Regions from separate parts of the Mus musculus genome. Here region 2 is linked to region 1. The links are chromatin contacts, called in public Hi-C maps. All regions are on one chromosome and are shown on one strand. The core of a region is the stretch at or near the end of the contact, and the rest is flanking DNA. Distances in the headings are between cores, read along the strand shown.

Evidence for each region. Hi-C and Micro-C count contacts between places; a contact is called where the count stands out from the background.
Region 2: a Hi-C map of cerebellar granule neurons shows a contact between it and region 1, with 2.3 times the contacts expected there. The contact joins two enhancer-like sites. A contact is called at or near these places in 1 of 484 Hi-C or Micro-C datasets (cerebellar granule neurons) and 2 of 115 datasets of contacts at active chromatin or transcription factors (embryonic forebrain and neural tube).

What each region holds. Positions count from the first base shown.
Region 1 is chr9:28,404,675-28,407,374 of GRCm38.p6, reverse strand. All of the region lies in intron 2 of Opcml (opioid binding protein/cell adhesion molecule-like), which reads right to left. Among named protein-coding and RNA genes, the nearest start is that of Gm39313, 9.8 kb to the right of the region's middle. Within about 2 kb of position 1,329, at least 6 of the 459 cell types and tissues checked have an H3K27ac peak or open chromatin away from gene starts, as enhancers often do. A contact at or near this core is called in cerebellar granule neurons, where this site is marked.
Region 2 is chr9:29,074,796-29,077,495 of GRCm38.p6, reverse strand. All of the region lies in intron 3 of Ntm (neurotrimin), which reads left to right. It overlaps Gm15520 (a long non-coding RNA gene), which reads right to left. Exons shown (of 6, transcript XR_003948299.1): 6 at 1-2,700. Among named protein-coding and RNA genes, the nearest start is that of Gm15520, 41 kb to the right of the region's middle. Within about 2 kb of position 1,390, at least 15 of the 459 cell types and tissues checked have an H3K27ac peak or open chromatin away from gene starts, as enhancers often do. A contact at or near this core is called in cerebellar granule neurons, where this site is marked.

The DNA.
Region 1 (2,700 bases), core at 80-2,579:
ATAACTCAGTATTAAAATAATTATTTTTACTTTCCAAGCAGCCCTATGAATAGTTACAGGGATGATAATATGGCCTCATTTATATAAAATGAGTTTTTATCTATACTGAAAACTTCAGTCTTCTGTAGCATGCTGTAGCACGTCACTTCCTAAGGTCTCTCAGCACAATCAAGGGCCTGTCAAAACAAAACTGATCTCCCACAGGAAGCAATTGTCCTCTCTGAGCTGGGGAAATTTTCACAGGGAATTGAGTGTGTACACAAGCTTAGGATATCTTGGCTTTACCTTCTGGTCTCTGCTCCTTGCCTGACTTTGTTCAGGATTTAGGAACTAAGAGGTCATGTGACCTGGAACAGACACCTTCAAGGGGGTTTACTAATTCTGATAGGTGTATCATTTAACTCGTTGATACATTCGGAACACTAACTTCCCAAGAAATAAACCCCTAATGAACTCTTTCAAGGAGTCATAAAAGTCATTTTACATAGAGCTATAAGGCTATAGGAAAATCTATAAGGCTATAGCACTACTCTTATCTAGCATGCATAAGGCCTTGAGTTTGATCCCCAGTATTGCAAAAAATGAAGAGGTAAAATGAATTGTAAGTTTTAGAAAACAAAAATACTACCAAAAACCATATGATAGATTTCCCTGAGGCCAAGACTGTGGGTTTCCCCTTACTGAGAACATGGCCTCTCAGTGAAACAACTGAGTACCTCGTCTTACTGATAAGAAAGGAACACAGCTCATAGAACAGATTAGTAGACAAGGAAAAAGAGAGAGGTTGAAAGCTGAGCTGCAGAAATCTGCATGGACTGTTTATGTTCTTTCAAGAAATGTTGAGGTAGTAGCAAGCTATTTTAGCATAGAGAATAGTAAGAATTAATGATGGTGGGAAGAAGTGAAGGAGACCATAGGTAACAAGAAAAGAGTGTCCGGTGGAGGCACCTTGTAAGATTAGAGCAATGGAAGAGAAGATTACACGAGGTAAAATCTGTAGAGGAGATCCAGAGAGTAATAGGTGGGCACAGGGATAGGTTTGTCTATAGCAGGGGAAAGGGGCAGAAGAGAGAAGAGAGACAAAATCAACATGGCTTGTGCTGACTTTTAAAAGTCAGCTACCACAACGGTCAGGTAAGCAGCAGCAGTCATAGTTGAACATACACATTGTTGTTTCCACAAAGCATGAAAAGCAACCATTCAGCTTTTCCTTTTTTATTCCCCTTTCCCATTACCAAGCCCAGCTGTTAAACATTAGAATTGAAGATCATGAAAACAGGCCAGTAGCTAATAAGAGAGAGAGAGAGAGAGAGAGAGAGAGAGAGAGAGAGATTGAAGCTTGAAGCTCGCCCTCTGCTGGTAGAACTGTCTTACTGCACCCAGAAGGCAGAAGCTCAAGTTTCTAAGTTTTTTATTTAATTTTCAGGGACAGGAAGGAGGAGGACAGCAGAATTTGTAAATTTATTAGTGATATCCCCCTTGTTTATGAAACAATTCATTGCCTCTAACAAAAGACTGAAAGAACAAGAGGTATTTGGCAGTGTTGAAACTCTTTTGCCACTACTACTACTATCCACATTTCCTGGGTTCACATACACTGCGGTTAGATGCTTTTGGCACCTTTGAACCACCAGTCCCCTGCAAAAGTGAAGTCCCACAAATCATACCTCAAAGAGCAGACCTGGAACTTTCCTTGAAGCAACACAATAAGGATAAGGCACTCTCATCCACTACAAGCTAAGGGGTGCTCAAAAGATGAGAAGCACTTGTAACTCATGCTGTCTTTAGGACCATGCAGGTCAAGAAGACAGGACTTTGGGATCTTTCACTAGCTGAAAAGATGATTTACCTACGAACCTCCCAAGGCAGAAGGGATCCAAATTTAACCCTAGGGTTCATGTGAAAAGATTTCTTCCTCTGGGAGATATCTGTGTGTGTTGGAAGGACTCCACAAGGAAAAGCACAGAGAACAGGAAGAAGGAAATCCCACCCTCAATATCTCCTTGTAGAAGCCAGGCATTCTGGCTGCAGAATCTGGGTCAGAATATTTTATTTTCACTATAACCATCAAAGTCATAGGCAGGGCAAACACATTCACCCTGTGTACACTGAGACATACTTAAGCTGGGATGTCCCTGAATCTGTCTCCTAGGACCAGAACTGCCTCATTAAAGGGATAAAAGATGATATCTGCTGAGCTCGTGGAAAGTGGTGGCTGCATTTTTATTAAAGTCTCTGCTGCAGCAGGCCCAGTCCCCAAAGGTTCATATTCCAAGCATCTCCACCCCTCTGCCTGGAGCATGGAAGTGATTCTCTGTAACTCATTAAGCTAAAACAAAAAGCTTCCCTATTGTGCTTCTCACACAGGAATGATGTCGGTGCATAAAAGCTACATGCTTGCTCTTCTTGGTCCCAGCCCATAAAAACACAAAGGCCTCATAATTTGCATCAGGGCCCAAGTGCACCGCACAGGGTTAGACTGAGGGGCTGTGTCTTCCTAAGACTCATAAAAAGTCGTGCCCTGGCACAGGAAATCTAAAGCCTTCAATTGTGAAATAGCCCCAACACACGCTGCCATCACAGATGGTTAGCTGAGGGCGATCCTGTGTCATCACATCCTCCTGGCCTGGAAGAAAAATCCAAGGGTATTTAGTTAACTACGCAGTGTCTCGTCCGGGTGTGAAACTTGCCATCCCATTG
Region 2 (2,700 bases), core at 141-2,640, 670 kb before region 1:
ACTGAAATTTTTAGAAGCAGCCGGAGGTGAAGCAGTTCATTTGGTGTCTACTTGTAGCAGCTTCTAGTTTGGATGGACACATCACTTCTGTTCCCTGTGTTCACATTTCTTCATGTATGGAGGAACAGAACTTACTGGAAAAGGAGAGATTTCTCATAGAGCTTGATGAGAAGCCACCAGATCCTGGATTATCTGAGAATTTGTGTTCACACACAATGAAGACTAAAAGCCATGTGCTTCAAAACGGTGAATTTGTCAGTCAGAACCATTTATCTAACATGTAGAGTAGGTGACATCGTTAGAGGTATGTGATAGCCGACATTATTTCATGTGCCAGTGAGTGCTTCTCTATATTCTGTGTGGCTGACCTGAACAGCCACATCACTCTGCACTACCTTTCTTTAAGCATGGGATTCTAATCTCCAAGAAGAGTGGAGGTGTGGAGCATCCCATGGCCCTAGGCTACCATGGTATCCAGGACTAGAAAATGAAGTAGATAAAGCTGCAAGCTGCTTAATCATCACTGCATCATAAGTGTTTGGATGCCATAGAGGTATCAGAAAACTGGATAGTCTAGGCCAATCATTCCCCATGCGCTGAATATAAATAATTATGTGGTAAGCAGGATCTCTCAGAATCTGTGGCCAGTATGGAGGTACAGTATTTGCAGAAAATGTTATATAGGTATAGTACTCCGAGACAATGGGAAAATTATATTATGGTAGATACATAGGCCAGTGATACAAAGCTATATGGTCATTTTCAAGTGCCATACATTATGTGCCATGCAGATGACTTTTATATGACAGCAGTGCAGTGTTCATTTGTATGAGCATCATCACCAACATATAAGTGATGGGCTGCCTTAAGATAGTATGATGGCTGTGGGGACACTAGGAGATATGAATTCTCAACTCCATCAAAGCAGCTCATCCCCTTAGGGCAGTTGTTGGTCACCACCTAGAACTACCATCTGCCCCACTTTGTGCCCAGTCCTGGGACACTGATGGAACCAAGAAGCTGACGGGTCAGGGGAATAGGGGTTGCTCTTGCCAGTAGCCAAATGAAAATTAGTCACCAGCTTAACTATACATATACCGCTCAGCCCTGCCCTGTGCCCATTGACTTTTTAGGACCACAGCAGAGGCAGGTACACAGCCAGGGTGCAAATCTTCCTTCAGCAAAGGATCTCCTGGTTCTTTTTTGTTTCTGCCATCTGCCAGCCCATCTCATGCGCTCCCATGATAGGCTGAACAGATTCTTGACTTCTTTCCAGTTGTCACTAATTACGCTGCAGATCTGTAAATCATGCCAGGCCTGCACTGACAGGGAGGGAGATTGGTCCTCTGCCTTGCTGAGCTCAGGGCTCCTGGGTACACCCACAGCAAGCATCCCCAAAGTAGCTCCTGGGGGCAAAGGGAAGCTGAGTCACATGGTTACCAGGGCCCTGCATATGTATGCATAGCCGAGTCCCAGGTCTCAGGCAGTATAAACCCTGTCTGGAAGAATTTAGCTGTTATGCTTCTGCCTGTAGGCTTTTATGGCTGTTTGGAAAGCTGGAAGGCAGAGCAGGGCTGGTTTCACCTGGGAGATGCTCTTAGTATTGCATCTGGAGTTTGACAAAGATGGAACCGTATACCGTGAATGTAGTCAAATAATAAAGTAGATTAATTATTTCTAAGATGAGGTATGGAAATCTGTATATTAAAGTGTATAAAGCGGGTGATTTAGGGATGGGTATCTTCACTTTAAGAATTTCCCAATACTTGAATATGTGTTTCAGCTCCTTGGTGATCAGTTCTAGTTTCTGTATGGAGAAGAGATTTTTTTCCTTTCTCTTTCTGTCTTTAACTCTGGTGTTTTGGTGAGGAAGCATGGTCCTTTGATGACATGCATGAGGACCTATATATGCATGAAAATCATATGTACAGTCTGGGTGCACATATCCCTAGCTGCCACTTGGAGAAGGCTGGTGCCCACTTGAAGTTCTGCAGTCAGAGTGGCATTGGCTGAGAGGTTGCCCCCAGTAGCCCTAGCCACAGGTCTCCTAGCCAGCCTTGTTCACTGCACAGATTGCTGTCTAATGGGGCGGAGCCAGCTGAAGTGCCTTCTATTAATGGAGCAGAATATAAACAGAATAAAGGCTTCATTTCTCAGGCTGTGGTTTCATTATTAATATACTTTACAGTTCACAGGTTGTACATTTGTGCCCGTGTTTTCTCAGCTGGTGTAATCTGTGGCTCAGGGTGAGAACAGTCATAAAATTTTCATTTCCAGTTGAATGTGCATCCAATTCGCCATGAAATGTTCTATCTGTCGTGAATATTAAGTGCACTGAAGCAATGGCTGCTGGATTAGGTAAAGAAGCTCATGGCCCCTCCCAGACCTGGCAGAGGCCAGGCATGTTCTGTAGCATGGGTGAGGATGTTTACAGAGAAGCTGTAGTCCATGGCCACTTCTAGGAGCTAGGTGCAAGGAGAGGAAGTATGTTCCAAGGGCTGCGGAACAGACAGGAATACCAGAGCAGAGCACTATGGGACAGAAGGGGAAGGCGACCAGATACTCAAGGATGGAGAAGCAGAGTGCCTGAATATATGTGAAGAGGGAGGGAGCTGCAAAGGAGAGAGCCAGCCCAGGAGGGCACATAGTTGTCAGCATTAGAGAATGCAGGCAGAGTATTCTATGCACAGTGCCTTTTTA